Linked DNA regions of Mus musculus: regions 1 and 3 are each linked to region 2. Evidence: chromatin contacts called from public promoter capture Hi-C data. All regions are on one chromosome and are shown on one strand. The core of a region is the stretch at or near the end of the contact, and the rest is flanking DNA. Distances in the headings are between cores, read along the strand shown.

The links. Promoter capture Hi-C pulls out the DNA fragments that hold promoters and counts their contacts.
Region 1: a promoter capture Hi-C map of liver shows a contact between it and region 2, with 4 times the contacts expected there. The contact joins the enhancer-like site here to the promoter of Ankrd35 in region 2. A contact is called at or near these places in 2 of 39 promoter capture datasets (both in liver) and 1 of 9 other capture datasets (adipose tissue).
Region 3: a promoter capture Hi-C map of hippocampal neurons shows a contact between it and region 2, with 2.4 times the contacts expected there. The contact joins the enhancer-like site here to the promoter of Ankrd35 in region 2. A contact is called at or near these places in 10 of 39 promoter capture datasets (the 3T3-L1 cell line, the C10 cell line, cranial neural crest and 5 more), 1 of 484 Hi-C or Micro-C datasets (liver) and 2 of 115 datasets of contacts at active chromatin or transcription factors (microglia and pancreatic cancer cells).

Annotation. Positions count from the first base shown.
Region 1 is chr3:96,208,552-96,212,338 of GRCm38.p6, reverse strand. No RefSeq gene overlaps it. Among named protein-coding and RNA genes, the nearest start is that of H2ac21, 9.4 kb to the left of the region's middle. Within about 2 kb of position 2,163, at least 7 of the 459 cell types and tissues checked have an H3K27ac peak or open chromatin away from gene starts, as enhancers often do. A contact at or near this core is called in liver, where this site is marked.
Region 2 is chr3:96,668,534-96,671,930 of GRCm38.p6, reverse strand. It overlaps Ankrd35 (ankyrin repeat domain 35), which reads right to left and starts at 1,800. Exons shown (of 14, transcript NM_001356538.1): 1 at 1,482-1,800. The coding sequence starts at 1,520.
Region 3 is chr3:96,310,648-96,314,266 of GRCm38.p6, reverse strand. No RefSeq gene overlaps it. Among named protein-coding and RNA genes, the nearest start is that of n-TNgtt4, 9.6 kb to the left of the region's middle. Within about 2 kb of position 1,691, at least 15 of the 459 cell types and tissues checked have an H3K27ac peak or open chromatin away from gene starts, as enhancers often do. A contact at or near this core is called in hippocampal neurons, where this site is marked.

The sequences.
Region 1 (3,787 bases), core at 914-3,413, 460 kb after region 2:
CAAGTCTGTAGGGCATTTTGATAATTAGTGATAGATGGAGGAAGGCCCTGCCCATTATGGATGGTGCCATCCCTGGGCAGGTATAAGCAAGCAGGCTGACCAAGCCACGAGGAGCAAGCCAGTCAGCAACAGTTGTCCATGGCCTTTGCACCAGCTCCTGTCTTCAGGTTCCTGCCCTGCTTGAGTTCCTGTCCTGACTTCCTTTGATACTGAACTGTGATGTGGAAGTGTAAGCAGAAAAACAAAACAAAACAAAACAAAAACAAAAACAAACAAACAAACAAAAAAACCCTTTCCTCCCCAAATTGTTTGGTCATGGTGTTTTTATCACAGCAATGGTAACCCTAATTAAGACACCAGGAAAAATTCTGTCACACAGCAACTATGCAAGCACTTTAACACTGAGCTATATTGCTAACTCTTTTTATTTTTGAGACAGGGACTCACTTAGTTCCCAGGCTGGGCTTGCACTCACTATGTGACCCAGGCAAACCTTGAATTTGAGATCCTCCTGCCTCAACCTCTTGAGTATCTGGGATTCTAGGCCTATGTCACTAGATCAAGTTCTTATATTTAAATGTAATCTGTTTACTTCAAGTCTAAATTACTTATAATGTTTAATACTATGTAAGTGTCATGGAAATAGTTGTTATATTGTGTTGCTTGGAAAAGAAAATAGTCTGTGCCTGGTCAGGATGGATGCAATGTTTAGTTCAGCTAAGTTTTTTTTTTTTTTTAAGACAAGGTCTCTCACCTTTAATTTCTGCACTCAGGAGAAAGAGGCAGGCAGATTTCTGTTCGAAGCTAGCCTTGTATACATAGCAAGTTCCAGGACAGCCAGGGTTACACAGAGAAAAATCAATCACTGCAACAACATAAACCCACTGGGGGTCCGGGTGGGGGAGCAAGGTCTCCTACTATATAGTCCTGGACGGCCTGGGATTTGTAACATAGAACAGGCTGGTTTGTCTTAAACTGAGATCTACCTGCCTCTACCTACCCAATACTGGCATTATAGGTGCACAACCATGTCACATTTTACACACACACACACACACACACACCTTTTTTAAAAAGATGTATTTATTATTATACATAAGTTCACTGTAGCTGACTTCAGACACACCAGAAGAGAGTGTCAGATCTCATTATGGGTGGTTGTGAGCCACCATGTGGTTGCTGGGATTTGAACTCAGGACCTTCGGAAGAGCAGTCAGTGCCCTTACCTGCTGAGCCATCTCACTAGCCCCATATATACTTTTAAAAAAACAAACTACAAACACACACACACACACACACACACACACACAAGAACTTTCCTTAATAAACTTCAACTTTTATTTCATACTGATTGGTCCTAGAATTCTATTCTACAGCACAAAACAAGAATCCTAGCTTAAAATGAGTAAGGAAGTCACAGACTACAGATGGCAACATAAGGCCTGGGTCCCAGCTCCCACTGACAGTCCCAGCTGCAGAGAAGGCTGAGACAGGAGGGTTGTCCTGAGCTCAGGAGTTTGATACCCGCCTGAGCAGCACCCCAAACCTCCATCTCCAAAGAGAAAAAGGCAAAGCTCTGGAAGACTAAACTGAGGGGCTAGCCCAGAACTCAAGGGGACTAAACTAAGGGGCTAGCCCAGAACTCAAGGGACTAAACTAAGGGGCTAGCCCAGAGCTCTAAAGGACTAAACTGAGGGGCTAGCCCAGAACTCAAGGGGACTAAACTAAGGGGCTAGCCCAGAGCTCTGGGAGACTAAAATGGGGGGCTAGCCCAGAACTCAAGGGGACTAAACTAAGGGGCTAGCCCAGAGCTCTGGGAGGCTAAAATGAGGGGCTAGCCCAGAACTCAAAGGGACTAAACTAAGGGGCTAGCCCAGAGCTCTGAAGGACTAAACTGAGGGGCTAGCCCAGATTAGTGAAGATGAAAAGACAGCAGCTGGCAAGTTTGGGTCAGGGTCATGGAACACTTTCTGATTATTCAGATTGTTATGTAAGACAATGTCTGGCCGTTTTTAATGTATTGGGAGAACACTAGGAACCTCCAGAGAAATAAAGCCACGAGAAGAGAAAGATGGACGAATGGCAGGGTAAGGGATATACAGGGATCGTCTGTACTGTTTGTATAACCTCGGGTGTACAAACAGAAATTGTTGTTACACTTCCGTCTCGTGATCTACCGCCCCAGCCTTGCCTGCTTGCCTTTTGCCATGCCTTATACCAGAGTGTCTGCCTGCCTCTGCCACCTCCTTAGCTCAGGTTGAGACGGGACAGATAAACAGGAACAATTCAGGGAACCTAAGAAAGAAAAGGAATCCCTCACTGAGAGTGAGGCACTCCAGCCCAGTAGTCAAAACTGTGGGAGGGAAGTTGCCTCCACACAGTTCTCATCTGTACAGATGTTTCAAACAAGAATATTGAAATAGTTATGAAGCATGCTATGTCTATATGTATGGCTTTTGAATGTGACCTTATTCCTTACCCAGATACAAATCTGAAAATCCAAAAGGTTCTGGACAAGACTCTTTAAAATAAGATTTTAAAACGTTGTTTGCAGTAAAGACACCTTAACTTCTCTGCATCCTACTGTGAAGATGTGATCAGCCGTGATCCTATTCATTACTTCCTAGGCCCCACTCTGTGATCTCCTACGAGTTCCTTAGCAACCGTGGAATCTAACCTCAGAAGACACCAAAGTCCCGCATGCATAAGGACACGGGCGTGAAACACTCTAGAGCTCCTGTCCACACCTGCGTGATGATTCCCACTCGGAAATCTCTGCCAATGCCCTTCCTCTGGACTCCAACTCCCCTTCATACTAGCACATCCTGAAATTCCTTTTTGTGGTGACGCGAAGCTCAGCTGAATCTGAAGGGGGCGCTCTGCAAGGAAGGCAGCCACTGCAAGAGGCCGCAGTGACCTGAGCCCGCTCTCCTGAGGTCATCCTTGCTCACGACTTTGCTCTCCAGCTGCTTCCTGGCTTCCTTGCTCATCTTTTATAATCCATTTTCCACGCTGCAGACAGTGAGCTTTGCAAAATGGAAATTCGAAGCCAAGTAAGTCCGTGTCTAAAAATTCAGCGTTGGATGGGATGCTGTCTTCATCCAAAATATCACTGGCTGATAAAGAACATGTTTGTTTGTTTTTTCCCAGTTCTAGACCAATACCAAATTGCTGACAAGCTTAGTGTCTGGTGAAGGTCAGTTTCTCATAGATGACACTGTCCAGATGTCTTTACTTTGCAAAAGGGCTGAAGGCGTGACTTTGCTTCCTCAAGCCCTTTTCTAAGGCACTAATTGATTCTGAGAGCAGCACCTTCACAGCCTCACCACTCCTAAAGCCCCACCTCTTAATGCCACTGCAGTAAGGACTGAGGGACAACATGGCTTTGGAAGACACAGTTGAAGCATGATAAATGCTAACTAAAGAGAGGACTGGGTAAACTGGATTACCAGCTGCACAGTAGACAGGCAGGGTATATGAACCTTTGCTATGTTCAGTGTATAGTGGTATTGTAGGACAATAGAGGATAGGTGAGTGTTTATATAGCAGTTAAGGGTCGAATCTTCTGTACCCAAAGGCTGGAGAGATGACTCAATAATTAAGAGCTAGTATTGTTCTTGCAGAGGACCTGGATTTAGTTCCCAGCACCCACATGGTAGCTCACAAGAGTCTGTAACTCCAGTTTCAGGGGATCCTCCAACTGCTGCAAGCCTCCTCAGGCACCAGGCATGCAGATGGTGCACTTATATATAGCTAGGCAAACACTCAGACACATAATTTTTTTTTA
Region 2 (3,397 bases), core at 551-3,050:
AGAAAATCACTGAGAGCTAAGCCAGTGTGTTAAGAACCCAGGTAGCCGCAGTTTCTGTTATCTGTAAGAGTAAAGGCCCTTACTGTTTGGTCAGTGTGTAGAAACTCCATGCAGAAGCAAATGTAAATGGGACAGAGACAGGCCTAGACAGTTCTTACTCTTGCTTCACAGGTTTCTGCCAGGTTTCTGTGGCCTGCCAGGCACAGTGAGATAACCAAACATTTCTCACATCTGCTTATGAATGAATGACGCGTCAACTAAGCAATATTAGTACCAAGGGACTCATACCCCCAACCTCCTCAGAAGACGCCATTCCCTCCACAGAGGGCCACTCCGGAAGAACTCTTTAGAGAAGGACAACTGTATCCTCCCTGAACCACCATCTTCCAAAATCTTTGTTTTGCTCTAGAGGGGAGAGAACGGAGAAGAGAGTAACCCTTGTCAGGAACTCTCTCATTGTGATCCACTCTGTCTTCTCCTTCACCATCTCATTCCCCTAACTCAATCAAAGAAAATGAACACAAATGCTAAACAAGACAAAGGAATAATTGGGGGTGGGGTGGGATGGGGGGAGAACCAGACAGAACTTGATTGGTCCCAAGAACCAGTCTGAAGACTAGACAGTACAGAGAACTGGCCAGGGTAAATTCTGCAGGCAACTCACCCAGGCTCTTGGGGATCAGCCAGGAGACTTGTCTGTCCTCTGACAGCGTTTGTCTGGCTAGCTAGGTTGCAAGGTTAAGCCACTGTAAGCAGGCAGGAGGTCCAGGCAAAAGGTAGAGGAAGTAATATTGAGGAAAAGGTCACTGGAAATTAAGAAAACAGAGGCCCCATGTTGGACAGACGCTTGGAAAGAGATTTGGATTGGTGCTTGAGAGAGTGGAAGAGGCAGTGTCATGGAGTGGAAGAGGCAAGTTTGGTAAAGGAGGCTGTGAAGAAGGGTTGGAAGAAGGCACTGGGGTGAGAATACTTTGGGGGCAGAAAATACTGTTAGGGGCAGAAAGCAAAGAGTAAAAATGGAGCTATGTGAGAGAGAACGTTGTGAGAAGGCAAGGATGGAAGTGAAGCTATAGGGCAGGAATTAGGGATAGAAGTAGGAACGGATTTAAAGGCTGGGGTGGGGGCGGGCAGATGTCTGGAGGTGGGTTGGTACTGGGAGCCGCAGCTGAAGTAGAGACCAGGGTCATTGGAAGAGAACAGAACTTTAGAAAGCATACCAGAAGCTGGAAGCCAAATATGTTGGGAAAAGGAGCCAAGGGGAAGCACCTTGGGAAGGAAAAGATTAAGGGACAGGGTTTTAATAACACCCATAAGTTCAGTTACCAGGGCTGGCGACCGCATTATCAGAACTGCTAACATCGCAGGAAAGACTGATGCAGGCAGGGTTAATGCGATCATCCATGGAGATGGGACTCAGGACTTCTGTCAACACAGGGCTTGAATCCCAGCCACAGCCCTTCTCCCACACATTTGGCACCTACCGCCACTTGTGAACTGGAGCAGGAGAAGATGCGCTTCATGGCCGGGGCTAGGGCCACGGGGGGACGGGGACGCGCAGAGAGCCGGGCCACAAGTTCCTAACCCAACTCGGCTACGGCTGTGCCGAAAGACAGCTGTCAAAAAGCAGACTGGGTCCCGCCCCAAGCCCCGCCCCAGATCCCACCCCGCTCAATCGTAGACGTTCAACTGAAGGCTGGGCTTAAAACCCCGCCTCTGGCCCTGCCTAACCCCGTCCCTGCAGAGGCAAAAAGCCCGCAGTCTTTTGCGGCCACCCTGGCTGGCTCTCAAGTTCCGCCCTTCAGCCGAAGCCCGCCCCCTGTAGTTACCTACCGAATCCAAGAGGGATGCTCGCAGCCTCCGCACCAGCGACTTCCAGGCCCTAAGTCCCCCGTCTTTCTGCTTGGAGCTCCACCCCCAGTTCCGCCCCCGCCCCCTCTCAAGGACCTCCACAAGCTTCGATGTCACCAACCTCTTTTACCAGTTAATGACTCTTAGTCATAGCCATGACCTGTGTGTGCTTCATCCCCTCCCTCCCAACGCCCCAAGATCTTCTATAGAGTTTGGAAACGTGATGCACTAAGCAGACTTGATCACCAATGGGTGATTTGTGACCCACTGCAACCAGAGGTTGGACAAAACTCAAAGGATCAAGCCGATCACTAACGCAGATCTTAGAAAGCAGCAAGGGGAGAGTTTTTACTGTCTGCTTCCCCACTCCAAGAAACAAACAAACAAACAAAAAGTCCGACCTTCCTTATCCTTTAGACTCACTTCTTAGTAATTCTTGTTTGACAAGTATTAGTTGCAGCCAACTGGTCTGGCCTTCCCATCTCTCCTTTCTCCTCCCTGTAAACCAAGCAAGCCCACCCAAATACTCATGGAACCCTATGGAATAAAGCCCAAAATTCTTTTTAGAAGTGTTTTACATTAATTCATTTACTGAGGCATGAGTATGCGCTAAGGGTGGGCACCCTTGTGGAGGTCAGAAGACAACCGGCGTTGGCTTTCTCCATTCACCTTGTGAATCCGGTGCTTGAACTAAAGTAGTGAGGCTTAGCAGCAGACCCCACCCCCACCCCCGCCCCCCCAAGATGCTATAGGCCCAAAGTTCTTTTCTTTTTTCTTTCTTTCTTTTTTTTTTTTTTTTGTTTGGTCGAGACAGGGTTTCTCTGTGTAGCCGTGGCTGTCCTGGAACTCACTTTGTAGACCAGGCTGGCCTCGAACTCAGAAACCTGCCTGCCTCTGCCTCCCAAGTGCTATTATTACAGGCATGTGCCACCACCGCCCGGCTTAGGCCCAAAGTTCTTAACATGGTTTTCAAGGTTCTTCTGAAACAGAAGCCTGAAGAAGGTGTGGTGACGCATCCGCCTTTAATCTCAGCACTCCGGAATCAGAGGCAGGTAGATTTCTGTAAATTGAGGCCAGTCTTGTGTGGTGGGTCTACATAGCAAGTTCCAGGACAGCCAGAGGTACATAACAGAGAGATCCTGTCTCAAAAACCAAAACCAGAAGCCTGCCTTCACTCTCAGTATTTTCTGGCAAACTTCCAAGTTTAAACTGTTGTAGCAGACCATTCATTCATAATGCCCTTTGCAACTTTTTTTTTTTTAAGATTTATTTATATGTAAGTACACTGTAGCTGTCTTCAGACACTCCAGAAGAGGGAGTCAGATCTCATTACCATGTGGTTGCTGGGATTTGAACTCCGGACCTTTGGAAGAGCAGTCGGGTGCTCTTACCCACTGAGCCATCTCACCAGCCCCCCCCCCTTGTACTTTCTTAATCCATGTAAAGTGTTTTTCATTGTTGTAAAATTTCCCTTAAAACTCTGACAACCTGCCTATCAGTGTGCATTTTGGTGTGTGCCTTACTGGTCATTCTTACCATCACCTAGATG
Region 3 (3,619 bases), core at 442-2,941, 360 kb after region 2:
GGTTATCTATGCTCAAGAATTAGTCAACATGAGATTAGATGAGAGAGACTCAACGATCATTGATCAGCCCTTGCTCATCAATAGGGTGATCATGATTACCCCACTAATTCATTTTTTGGCTGGCCTCTTTTGCAGAGTTCGCCCTAGGTCATTTAGCAGTTATTGTCACACAGCACTGCGATATCCAGAGACGGGCAACTTTCCTCATACACAGTCCAACCTAAGACATGGGGCCCGGTGGTGATAGGGTTACCCTATGACGGGTAAGGCTGTGACATTAGAAAAACGACCTAAAACAGGAGCCACGGCAGATGAGCATAATTACACAGGCCTAGTCCAGCCTCATTTTATTAAAACAAACAGGGGGAGATGTGGGAAGCCACATGTGCCGTTGCAGAGTGGCACTGACTACTGCTGGCCACCACGCATAAGATTGGACAAACAACCAATGTGTACATATGCAGTAAAGTTTTTTGCAAAAACACTGCCTGGCCCAGACATGATAATGAGGTTCTGTAAGGTACTGAGAGTATAACCAATCAGATGTGAGACATACAAATGAGGTATGATAATGAGGTTCTGTAAGGTACTGAGAGAGAGTAGCCAATCAGATGAGGAACATGCAAATGAGGCTTAGTGCATAACCAATCCGGGTGTGAGACACGCCCCTCCTAGGCCTATAAAAGCAGCACCAGTTCTGGGCTCAAAGTCTTTTCGCCTCTACAATCAAGCTCTCCCAATAAACGTGTGCAGAAAAATCCTGTTGCAGCGTCGTTCTTCCTGGCCAGTCAAGCGCGCACAAGAGCTGCCCACCTGCGACCATGCTCCTTGGAAGTAAGGCCTAAGAGACAGGATTTCTGCTCAACAGCAACTGGGCACTTCTGGTTTCCGAGGAGGCTGATTTTAGCTTCATGGTGCCTGTTCTTTAGGACACACCACGGATTCCTGCCCTTTTAAGCAAAACTGAAAGGAAAAGTAATGGCTTGGGACCCCCAAGACTATGTTCTCAGCACGGAGGAGACAGGGAAGCAGGAAATAAGACAGGAGACAGAGGAGGAGGGAGAAGGGAAGAGAACAAAGTAGAGGGGGCAGGGATATTTGTCCTGGACTGGGACACAGGACTGCCTCTGGATAGAGAGGAGACAGATGTGGCACATAGGCAAATGGCAGTTTATAAAGGCACAAGAGGAAACCCCTACGATGGGATGTTTAATTTTGATTGGGCATATGAATTAGGTGAGCCAAAGAGGGCTTTTGATTGCTGGACTTCAGTACTTTGATAGCAGGCCTTGGTAGTCAGCCTCAGGGGGAGGAAGTGGCCAAATAAGGGAATAGACCATGGTGGCCAGCTTCAGGAATGTAATCTAATGATTTTTAGCAAGGCGGAGAGAGTGGGGGAGAAAGACAAGGCCTGCCTGAGTCATGCTTACCACACTCAAGCTGGCCAGAGTCTCCTGAGAAACCACCATTCACTGTGGGGAGCAAGCCCATCATGTAGTCAAGCAACCCTGAGGAGGCAGCACTGGTCATATGTGCATTAAATGTTCTAGTACAGAGACAGTGAACTCAAACGCAGTGAGGGAATCTATACCCACAGCGCCAGATTCTCCTAACACCCACAGTCCCACAGATGACATCAGGATGGAGTAGGTAGCACAAGCGTGTCTGTCCTGCAGGAGCCAGCTTTACACTACAGCTCACTGGTTGTATCCTAGGAACACGAGGCAAGTGGGGCGTTTCCAAGGAACTAGACAGGCAGGCAAGAAACTGCTCAAAAAACAAGGGCTTCCCACAGCAGGCAGGGAAGAGCAACTTCTGCCTTGGCTGGCAAGGGTGCTGTCCAAGGTCTGGGTCAGATTGTGGCAACCGTGCCTCTGTGGCTTAGTGTGAAGTGTCAGAGTTCTAGGGCTCTCTGCCCTGGAACCTGCAAGAGGCCAGTCGGGTATAATATCCCTGGCTTGCAATCTCTGCATAATGTCTGAAAATGCTGTTCCAAACTAGAGACAGAGAAACTAAAGTGGATGCCTTTCCTTTATGGCCTTGACCTGGTGCAGGAAATTCTTTTGTAACTTCCCGGCATTGCCCAGAGGACTGGAGGCTGTTTTCTTTATCTTAAAAGCTGAATTTTACTGTATTGCCTTGAGGTTGGATTTCCTGTTAGTTTGCTTTCAGTTGCTGTGATGAAGGCTGGGATTAGGAGCCGGTCCAGGAGGGTTTATTTCATTCACATTACTTTGTTTGTTTGTTTGTTTAAATAAGAAAGCTTTTTTATCTTATTTGTTGTTTGTATATGCTTGTGCCTATTTGTTTAAAGGCAGGTGAGGGAAGGGCAGAGGTCAGGTTTTGCCTTCCACTGTGGAGTTCCCAGGACTGAACTCAGATCGTCAACATTTGGTGACAAGCTCCTCCACCCTACTGAGTCGTTTCACCCAGAACCTTATTTCTGTTGTTCACTTTTCATGAAGCCTCCCCAAGTTCTAAGAAGTATAAACAAAATTCAAAATCCATTTTTTTTCTCATTAAGAGTATAGTTCTCGGGTCAACTCTGTTGGCAGGTATTGCTAGGAATATAGACTATTTCCTTCTTCAAACTCCAAAGGGCTGGAGAGTACAGATGCTAACCGTGGTGAGTGGCTTCTTATGTCCAGGGTATGCCTCCTCCCCAACCCCCACCCTCGACCTCTTGTCTGGGTTTCCAGGGCTCTGGATCTGCCCAGGACATTCCTCCTGTAGCCGCTCTCCCATTGGCCAGCCCAAGGTCCAGCTGGAATCATGAACCTTCTAGCCAATGGAATTTCTTTGATCATTTGAGGTGTCTAAATCAAGTTCTACACATGTACACCATTTGGTCTGGTCCGAGAGCAAATCTAATGGACAGTTTCGTAAGTTCCAGACACAGTGCTACTAATTAGAAGCTTAAGAAATTTTGAAAAGGGAGATCTTGCATTGGCTGGGAATTGAGCCCAAGTCCCCCATGTGGGAGGCGAGAATTCTACCACTGAACCACCAATGCTCCCCATGCATCTAGTTTTGAAGGGCAGCAGGATCTAATTTAACAATTAATGTGCTTTCCTATGATCTAAAAGTAGCTAACACATGCAAAACAAATGCTTTTCTACAAGAACTGTACTAGAGAAAACCATAAGCGTCTGATTCTCCTGACCTTGTTCCACTCGGAAAACTGCTCTTCCAGGCTCTTACTCACCAGCCTCTTATTTCTCATCCCCAGTCTTTAATTTTTAACTTCGAATGGTTGCTTCGGTGTTTGTCTCCGGTTTATGAGATAATCAGTCTGTGGGTGACCGAGGTAAAAGTCTAATTATGGAAGAAATAAGAGGAATTAACATTAAAGACAATATAGGGGCAGAATCAAGACAGACACCATCGAATTTTGGCTTGAAGACTCAGTTTCTGGATGTTTCCATATATTAAAAACTCTAATTTCTGTCTAGTTGTTAGATTTATTGGACTCCTCTACAGACTCTCCACCTTGTCATCACAGCACTCCTCCAGACACTGTTTCTTATATCCACCCAAAAACTGGCTTCCTGAATCCAGTCTTTGCAACATTATCTTGCGCGCGCTCAACTGGCCAGGAAGAACGACGCTGCAACAGGAT